Regions from separate parts of the Gossypium hirsutum genome. Here region 1 is linked to region 2. A link is a contact called in public Hi-C data. All regions are on one chromosome and are shown on one strand. The core of a region is the stretch at or near the end of the contact, and the rest is flanking DNA. Distances in the headings are between cores, read along the strand shown.

Region 1 (5,489 bases), core at 911-3,410, 150 kb before region 2:
AAAATTTTTAATAATTATGTTTTTAATAGAAGTTATAATAATTACATATTTAAAATAATTATAATTTAATTTATAATTATAATCATTTAAAAAATATTTTTATTTTTTATCTTTTACTTGATATTATTTTTATGCATATTAAATATATATTATTTAAATATTATTACTATTAAAAATAAAAATTGAATAATGAAGAGTTTATTTTACCATCTAACAATTTTCAAGGTTTGTATAAATGCTTTAATAATAGAAATTTTTTTATTAGTACTATATTTGAATTATCAAAATAATTAATATATTTTAATAACGTTAATTAGTTATTTTTTAAAAAAGGATTGTGTACAATAAAATTATATTGTACATTGAAAATAGAAAAAATATTTTAAATATTATTTGAATTTTTTAATATTATTAAAAGATTTATTGATCTACAAAATATAAATATTTTAATAGGGTATTTGAAAATCTGTTTATTATATTTGAACTGTTAACAAATTAATATATTTTAATTATATTAAAAAATTCAAATAACGAATTAAAAAATTAATAGCAATAATTAAAAATACATTATTTAAATTTAATTTAAAAATTAATTGTAGAGATAAAAAAGTAACTTCACATTTTTCAAATAATCTAGAATTGTTAAAATATTTTGAATTAATATTTTACTATTACATATGTTTTTTTCATGTAAAAGATCGTTATTTTATTCTAAATTTACCCAAAATTCAAATTTCATGTTTCAATTTTGTGGAAAAATGGATTACCAAGTGATGTGTACAATTAACGTTAATTAGGGATTTAATAATGTGGTGATAAAATTACCAAAAAAAATTATGACGAAAATTGCAATAAAGTAATTAAAAGAAAATAAAATTTAATATTAAACTCTTTATTTTTAACCCAAACCCCTTTTAATCTGAAGCTCCCATTAGGTTTCTATTCCAACGTTATTATTATTAGAAATTTCATACTATATAAATGAAAATTACGTATTTAAAAAGATGTATTTAAAAATAACATACAATAAATAAGAAAGTATATCGTTTGAAACTAATTAACCATAACAACACATACAACATGTACGATATTAAAATAATATATATTAAATTATGAGTAAAACGAAATTTAAACACCTAAATACATTAGATTAAGAATATTAAATTTATTACAATTGTTTATCGTGATGGTGTCAATATATACAAGTAATGGAGGTAATAAAGTATTATAAAGATAAAATTAAAGTTTTGTCAACCCAAAATGTCATGGGTTTAATTTCTACCATATACAAATTATTTATTAATTTTTTTAGAAAAATAAAAAAAATTAAAGTGTGCTAGAATAATATAACTTATTTTAAATATGGAGGGACATTTTTATAATTCTCTAATTAAGTTGGTGTGTGATTGACGTGGAAAGATATTTTTGTAATTCCCTAACCAAGTTGATGTTCAGTTGACTCGTGACACCAATTCAGTCAAGAGTTTAATTAAGGTATAAAGATAAATTTAGCTCCTAACATTTACTCATTTTGACTTTTATTCTTTTTTGGGGGTTATTTTGGCCATCAACCTTTAATATTTAGTTAAATTGCTTGTTGTTTTACAAAAAAAACTAATTGAACTAGTAAAATTTTAATGACATTGACATGGAAGTTCACATGGCATTTTTCGTATACTTTACAGTTAACATGAATACATTTTTTAAAAAGTTTTATAACCTTTTTTAAATTTGTTAATTTTTTAAATATTTTTTTATTATTTTTTTGAATTTTTATGAATTATACGTATTATTACGTTAGTGGCCACATCAATGCCGTTAAAATTTATAATTATACCTTTAAATAATAATATAAATACTTAAACCCTTATATGAAATTTCTAAGTTAAAAAAGAAATATTTTTAAAAAATAATAAAACAATAATGAGATGGAGCCAAATCAAATCCTATTTGAACATTAGAAAGAGAAGTTTAAATTTTGAGAAAAGTGAATTGCCGCAATGCAAACTTCTATAATGCGAACTCCATGTGAACCTTCGTCACCTTAGCGGTTGGATGGAAAAACTAAAAAAGGCAATAAATGATAGCCATTGATGATGTGTAATTAACCTTGTACAAACTTTAAAGACAACATAGAAAACCCTTTCATGTTTCATCTGGTTTTTTTATATTTGAAACTCAACGGCAGATTCTCTTTTTGATTTCTCTCAAAAGTTATCAACTAAATATTTGATCATCTTTTGAAAAATTCTTCAGATTTCTGTAAGGTGATATATTCTTGGGTTTTCTATTTTTCCTCATACCCCACCAACAATTTGCTTAAAGGATTCACTTTCTATTGGGAGAAACCCTTGCATGCAAGGATAAACTTATGGGAGAAACAGTCTAACACCCGACACCCCCATTGAAGAACAAAGAGAAATGTAAAAACCCATCAAGTTTAAGAAAGCAAAGACAATATGTTGATTGAAAAAAGACAATATGTTGTGGACGAGAAAATGACAGTAGTGGGGCGGGGTTGAGAAGATCCGAAGATTAAAGAACATAAAGAAAAAGACGTTGAAATTTCTTCTCCATCTCATCTGCTTCTATGTTGATTGATTGTAGGTTTTAGTTGGGACCAAAAGAAAAGTGGTTATAGCAAGTTTCAAGCATAAATGGTTGAAATCCAATGGTTGAAGTAAAAGATTATTGTAGTCTTCGCCCACAAAAATAATAAGGAAAATCAGAACAGATTGAATTTTCCCTTTTGGCAATCATAAATAGATCCAAACTGTCGGATCCATGAGGTCAAAAAATCAACTAATCCAACGGTCTACGAATGTTTCTCCCCCTTCTCTCTTCTTTCTAAAAAATGAAAATATAAATTAAAAAAAGAAACGCTTCTTTCTCTCTGTTTTGGCGTAAGCAATGGAGCAGAAAAGCTGACGCTATATTTTCTCAAGACAATGAAAGAAAAGAGAAGAAAAGGAATTGGGCTTTGAATTGAAAAGCTTTGTAGCAGTTTATCGGAACTTCTCTTTTCGTTTTCTTGCATATACTATCGGATTTTTAATATTCAAAATCTTAGGTAAGGTTCCTTTGTTTCCTTTTTCTTTTTTTTTCTCATTTAGGGATTTACTTCCCTATTAATTTATCTTGATCCTGCAAAATTAAGAATGGGTTTTGTCTGTTTTCTTGCTGTTAATCAATGGCTTGATTTAATTTTCTTAAACCATTGCTTAAATATAAAAAATATTGAATTTTATTGTTTTCCGGTTGACGTCAAGTTATTGTGAAAAATATTGTGGTAATAATGTCTCGGGTTATCAAATTTATAACTGGAAATGTAATACTCTTTGAAAATCTTGAATTTATAACTGGAAATGTAATACTTGGTGATCCTTTGAAAATCTTGAATTTTGGGTTTACTAGCATTCATTATCGGGTATTTATCATTCGAAATCTTAGGCAACGTTCCTATGTCTTTCTGTAATTATGATTTTTATTTAGGGTTTTACTTTCCTATTCATTTATCGTGATTCTGCAGAATTAAGAATGTTTCTTTTTCTTGGTTATAGCTGATCGATGGATGGATTGAATTTGCCTGAATGATAGCTTAAATATCTGAAATATTGAATTTTTATTTGTTTTTCAGTTGAGGTTAAGTTATGATGAAATTATTATGCTAATAACGTCTTCAGTATCAAAATTGTAACTGGAAATGTAATTTCTGGTTACCTAAATCATGATCGTTCAAAAAGTTCAACTTTTTTTGCTTGGATTTTTTCTGGGTAATTTTAGTTTACTTTTATATGAATTTAGTGTGGAAATATCTTATCTTTTCTTTAGAAAGTCTTGTTGATGTTTAATGTTGATATAAAATCTTGTACTTTACTCTTTAAAGATCTTGTTTCTTTTGTTTTTTTTGTGGTGACCTCACCAAGTGATTCAAAGTGATCGTATTGACATATTTGTTGTAAATACAGTCTTGTCTATGCTATGGTTGATTTGTCGTCTACTCATGATGTTGGTGATTTGTTTTGGTCTGCTGTCACTTCTTAATTTTTCTTGCCAGTTATGCAATGTTGTAGCCATGTTATAAGGTCATAGTAGTTCTATGCACTATTATTTTCTCCTTAAAATTTCATGACATGGCTATTTTGACATGATTAGTATTATTGATTCTGCACTTGACTCCGTGGCAGCGTTTGTGTATAAAGGGGGATAAAAGTTAGTGGATTTGTAGATTTTCAGTGCCAAGTTGTTTTAAGTTGCTTGGCACAGCTTATTAACTCTGGCGGGGGATTGTATAGATCGAGAAAGTCTATGAGCGACCTATGCTTTTCTATGTTCTAATTCAGTTGCCAGAGTTAGATGGACAGTTCCTCTCCAGAAGAAGGAAGTGAGCAAACTGATCATTATCCATTGCTAATGGAACGGGTGGAAAGCCATAATGGTGAAGAACACATAATTGACATCATGCGGCGTGATGATGCTTCATCAAGCACGTCCCAGGATGAGCGACCTTCAGGAGTGGACTTGACACAGAGTGAAGATAGACCGTCAAGCAGCACGCAAACTCCCACAAATCGGACTTCTTTTTCCTCAAACAGATTAAACTCTAGGAATTCATCATTCGCAAGGAATAGTGATGGGTATGGTCGACGCCGCAGGAGCCCTTTAAACTCGGGATTATGGATTTCTGTTGAGTTAGTTGTCACTGTCAGTCAGATCATAGCTTCTGTTGTAGTTCTATCGTTGTCAAGAGATGAAAAGCCACAAGCTCCATTGTTTGCTTGGATTGTTGGTTATGCTTCCGGTTGTGTTGCAACACTTCCTATTCTTTACTGGCGCTTTCGAAACCGCAACTGGGGTATTGAGCACGACTTATCACACTCACATGAAGGTTCTTCTCTTGGCAATCCCAATGAGTCTACACCCTATACAGCTATCTCAGTTACTCAAGCTTCAGATGAGGAGAATAACGGGAACACTGAATCAGCAACAGGGAACACTCAGACTGCAGGAACCTTAAGCACAAGGTGTGTTTCCATTTATTATTCAGTTGCTCCTTTATATCTACTTTTAGGTTACGAAAACTCGACATTTTTCTAACTTTATATACAATAAAGTTCTTGCTCCAGATAATTTTAGTTTATTTCCTTTTAAAACTCTTTGTTGGACTATTGTTAACCTCCTATAATATGGCTTAAAAAACATTGGACTATTGTTAACCTCCTATAATATGGCTTAAAAAACATAGTAACCCTTTTGTAGAATTTGAAGTTATTTTGAGTTCCATTATGTTAGACTTTGACTTGATGACTGCGAAAGCAGAAGGAAGCATTCATTTTTTTCCCTAGTGAGAGTTTTCATCAATGTGGCCTAATATTTATTTCAGTTTAAGTATTCAAAAAAGATTATAAATGTCTTGAAAGGAGTTGTGAGCATTACGAGGCTTTATATGAAAGGTCTTCAAGTTTTTCATCCGTCTTGCATATGTTCTG
Region 2 (5,218 bases), core at 2,407-4,906:
TGGTAAATATTATCCCATCCAATCACCAATATATGATTCCCCAAATTATATGATCTTCCATAATGAGTTAGATATCGTCCATATAATCAATGTGACCCAAATAATTAATTCAATAAATTGTCAATACTTTAAATATGAAAATTGTCTTCATACAAATTTAGTGGGATAGGAGAGTAAACACTCCCTCTAATACCGAATTAATAGTTTCATAGTTTTCAACTGAAATTTAATAGGACAAAAAGGAGAAAAGAACGAAAATTCATAATGTTGCAAAACATGCATGGAATTCACGTTGTCTGTTTTCCTTGAGAAAATGTAAAACTAATTTCTAATTTTTCGAAAATTTGGAATTACCCCTAAAACCAAACTTTATAAGTAAAAGATATTTTGGGTAATTGGAAGATAATAGAAAAGCCCAAAACAATAAATTCTTATCCATTTCCTTAGGTCATCCCAAGTGTAAATCGACCAACATCAATTATTGCATTTGCTTCCCACTAATATGAGTCCAATTCTTGAATTCTATATGTTATTACAAATTAATATACTTACATCATTTGTTAAATGTTTTACTTTTATCTTATTTTTCCTCTAAAATAAAATAATTTCTTTTATATTTTAAAATTTAGTAAAAAGCTATTTTTAAATATAATTTTAATTTTTAAATAAAAATATGAAAAGTAGAAAAATATGGTAAAAGAAAGAATTGGAAAACTGAAAAGCATGTAGGGAGAGAGAGAAAAATAATGTGGATTTTTGTTATTAGTATCCCGGACAATATATTTTAATTTAATTATTTTTATTCTTTGTAATTTTTAAATAGGTAAATTACTTCACAAGTTACTCTAATATAACGTTGTTCTTGTTTTGGTAACTTTAAATTGATCACTGTTGTTAAAAAATTCGTGACATTTTTTTCTTTACTTTTGATTAAAGTTAATAATTTCTCTATAATTAATTCAAAACACGTTTTTTAATTTATTTACAAATTGCAACATACGAACCACTAATCTTTTATCAATCTCCATCCCCTACTTCCATCACTACAGCAGCAGTGTAAAGTGGTTATTAAGGTGCAAGGGCGGGGGAGTGAGGAGCGAGGAGCGAGGAAAAGATTATTTACCGGTGGTGAGTAGCTCCAAAACAATTGTACGAGTTACTTAGCATATGAAACAGATTTTATGGTCAAAATGGAGAAAAAATTATAGAAATTAAGCAAAAAGAAACTAGTAAAATCAAGCATTTAATTTGGTTTTTTAAACATGATTTCTTGAGGAATTTAGTACTAAACTTAAATTTGTTCATGAGAAGTTTGGAATAAAGAGAAGTCTTTTTTAGGACTGAAACAGTATTAGTCTGCAATAATAAATTCAACCAAATTTGGTTCTTTATTTGCCAAAAGACAGAAAAAAAAAATTAATGAAAAATATCCCGATCTCCTTATTCTGTCGTACTTGCACCATAAAGAATCACCTTATACAAGAGGATGGGTGGTAATGAGAATCGGTGATTTTTATAGTAGGTGTTGGACGGTGATAAGGATTGGTAGTTCTTATGTTGCAAGTAAATAAAAAAAAAAGTGTTTTGGACTAGTTATATAGAGCTCCCCAACTTTAGTCTAAAGTAAAAAAATGCCACGTCAACAATCCGTTAGTGGATTAATGAAATTTTTACGACAGTAACCAATTCGAGCAATTATTTTAACTAGAGTGACTAAATTAACAAAATAAAAATTAAAGTGACCAAAATATGAACGACGCTATTTTAGAGTGACCTATGATGTAATTTACCTTTTTTAAAATTTAAAAATTCAATCCTACCAAACAAATCAAATTCATTAAATTAAAATTTGATATTTCTAAAATCTGAAGGGGCAAATATATAAATATGTGTAATTTCATATTAATTTATTATTTTCACATAATACTAAAAAAAAATCTTATTTTTATTTAACTTAAAATTAGAATTAAAATGGTATAAAAATTAAAAACAAATACTTAAAAATGGAAAGAGAAGTTAAAAAAGAAAAAGCAAGTTAAGTATTGTCACATGGAGAATTCACAGGATTCATTGAACCTTTTCCATCAAATTTATTATTGTGTTGTTATCCTAACGTTAAAATAAAAGTTGCAGTAGGATTTAAGTGAGCTCCAAATTGTGGCTAAAATGCATGACATTTTCGGATATATTATTTTACTGCTTGAATGCACGTTTATATGATCTGATTGTAATTTTGTTCCTTAATCAATAAAACAATGGTTCATGGAAATATTACATATTAATCCTTAAAACTATAACAATATATATATAGATGGATCTAAGCCCTAAGCATCTCCAAGTCTCACGTAACATTAAGGAACCTATTCTGTCATAGGATTAGATTTTTAGTTTGACAAATTGCGTTACCTTAGGTGATTTTTTAGGTTCAAATCTTGCCTAAATCAACTTATTCTTGAGAGTTAAAAATTTTTACAAAAATTCTCTAAGACACTAAGTGTTTAAGTAAATGCTCTCGATAGTAATCAATTACCATGAAGGATTACAATCGAGTCCATACAACTGGGGGAAGGTCTCTAGTTATAGTTGAACTCTCCCAAAACCAACGGTATAGATTGAGTTACACCGACGGTCAAGATTAAAATCTATCTACAATTAAGAGCCCTAAGAGATTTAAACTCTATACAACTTTATTCATTTAGGGTTTACACTATTTACTATGATAACTCCAGTTTTACTGGAGTGGGTCACCAATGCTTTAAGTAAATGGGTTTCTCCATGGGTTCCACGAATCAAGTCAATTCAAGCGGGTCAAATGAACCCCATTTTGTAAGTTGACGTCTATAAGATGCTTTGTGCGCAATGATCACGAGTTTTGATCTGTAACCCGTAACATTTGAATGAATAATGATCATATGTTGTATCATACATACCGTGTTCCAAGTCGTTAGATGAAATTTTATTATTTATTTTTATTATTATTTTGCTTTTCACTTTTATGTTTTCTTTTTAAATATTGGAAAGTAAAAACGTATATGTGTTTACATTAAAAAAATGCAATAATAAAAAAATATTATTTTCTGTACATTATTGGAGAAAAATTCGAACTAAATGTTACAATCCTCTAATTTCATGTCTAAGTTTCTAATTTTATTTATTATTATCTTGAGATGATTTTTTATATGTATAATTGTATTGTGTGCCTATCAAATACTTTCTGTTTTAAATATATATACTCAAATAATTTATAAAAATATGTGTGACAAAATTAAATACAGTAAAAAACAAATATATTTATATTTTAAAATAAGTCCTATAGGTGCTGGGATGCCAGCTCAAAGCCTGAGGAATCCATTGAAGCATTTTTTAAAGAGCATATATAGCAATACCAACAGCAGTAGAATCCATTGAAGCCATATATAATATTACACTTTGTTAAAAGAAATATTGGCTTGACTTTGAGCTGAGAAAATGCGTTTAAAAAGTAGTAGCAACTGTCTGTGATATAAGACATTTTCTAGATTAGATCAAAGAAATCATGATTTCATTTGTGAAAGCAAAAGTCTTTTAACATTTAATAAAAGATAAGTTTGAAAACAGCGTAGCATATTAACAGACCAACGGCCCAATGATACAATGGTCTCCCATTGTCTATTCGGTGCCTGTCTTCTTCTTCAACTTGCACTCATCCACTTCCCTATAAGAACCTCTCAATCTCTATTCTCCCACCCAAAACTTCAATCCTAATTTGCTACTCTATCCTCAATTTCCTTTGAAAAAAACCAGCACTTTCTCCTTTTTTTTCCTAAGAAAAAGAAAATTTACATTTGACTCGTCAGATCATGGAACTCATACCTGGTCTTCCCAATGATATAGCCCTTCAGTGTTTAGTTCGTGTCCCTTACAACAAATTCTCCAATATTTCATCAACTTGTAAAGACTGGAAGGTCGAAATTCATTCGCCTCCGTTTTTCCGTCAACGAAAAGCCGCTGGGTGTACTAAACATGTCATGCTGATGACCCAAAGCCGAGTCAACCCGAATCAAAATTCGGGTCTGAAATGCCATGCCATGCCTGTTTATCGGATCGTGCTTTGCGAGCCTGACACCGGTGACTGGTGTGAGCTGCCACCGGTTCCTGGGAGTTCCGATGTGTTGCCGATGTTTTGTCAAGTTGTTGGAGTGGGGTTAAACCTTGTGGTGATGGGCGGGTTGGATCCAGGCACTTTTGATGTCCGAAACGACGTCTATGTTTACAATTTTTTATCGGCCACTTGGCGGCGTGGGGCTGACATGCCGGGCGTAAGGAGGATCTTCTTTGGATGCGCATCAGATTCGGATCGGATGGTGTATGTCGCCGGTGGACACGACGAGGAGAAAAACGCATTGAGATCAGCAATGGCGTATGATGTGGCAGCCAACAAGTGGGTCACATTGCCTGACATGGAAAGAGAGCGTGACGAATGCAAGGGGATCTTCCACCTGGGAAAGTTCCATGTCATCGGCGGATATTGTACAGACAGGCAAGGCCGATTCGGAAGCAGCGCCGAGCATTTCGAGGTTGCCACATGGAAGTGGAGCCCAGTGGAAGAGAACTTCTTAAGACAGGGCATGTCTCCCAGAACTTGCGTGGCAACTGATGGAACATTATACATGTGTAGAGGGGGTGATGTGGCAAGACTCGAAGCTGGTACATGGAAAGCAGTAGCTGAGCTGCCAGCTGAAGTATACAATACAGCTCATATAGCCGCATGGGAAGACAAACTGTTGGTGATTGGTTCACAAGGCTTCGGTCAGCCCCACACCGCTTATGTGTTAAATTTGAGAAATTACATGTGGACAGGAATGGACGTGGGAGATGAATACTCGGGTCATGTTCAATCCGGTTGCTATTTAGAGTTGTAAATGAAGTGTAAAATAGTTGGGTTGCTTGTTTTTCCAACGGGGTCATTGACCGTATTGTACATACATATGAAACACTAGAGCTTTTTTTAATTTGTCCTTTCCCCTTTCCCAAGTGTCAATTTCATTGTAAATGGGAGTTTTGATGGGTCAAGTGTGGGTAAATAGGATAAGGTGATGAATATGAAAGTCATTTTCCCATCAGCACTGTTTTGGAGAAAAAGTGAAAAGGCGTCGAGAAGAAGTCGTCCCTGTTAACAGAATTGAAATAAGCGAAAATGAAATGAGATAAGATTAGAGAGGTAAACAAAAATTTTGGG

Evidence for each region. A called contact is a pair of places that touch in the nucleus more often than the background predicts.
Region 1: a contact with region 2 is called in a Hi-C map of leaf, with 2.3 times the contacts expected there. The contact joins the promoter of LOC107913929 here to the promoter of LOC107914207 in region 2. A contact is called at or near these places in 2 of 34 Hi-C or Micro-C datasets (both in leaf).

The regions. Positions count from the first base shown.
Region 1 is chrD10:8,425,956-8,431,444 of Gossypium_hirsutum_v2.1, reverse strand. LOC107913929 (E3 ubiquitin-protein ligase At1g63170) reads left to right here and starts at 2,160. Exons shown (of 5, transcript XM_016842595.2): 1 at 2,160-3,070; 2 at 4,188-5,024. The coding sequence starts at 4,357.
Region 2 is chrD10:8,277,074-8,282,291 of Gossypium_hirsutum_v2.1, reverse strand. It overlaps LOC107914207 (F-box/kelch-repeat protein At1g80440), which reads left to right and starts at 3,656. Exons shown (of 1, transcript XM_016843033.2): 1 at 3,656-5,099. The coding sequence starts at 3,840. The coding sequence ends at 4,901.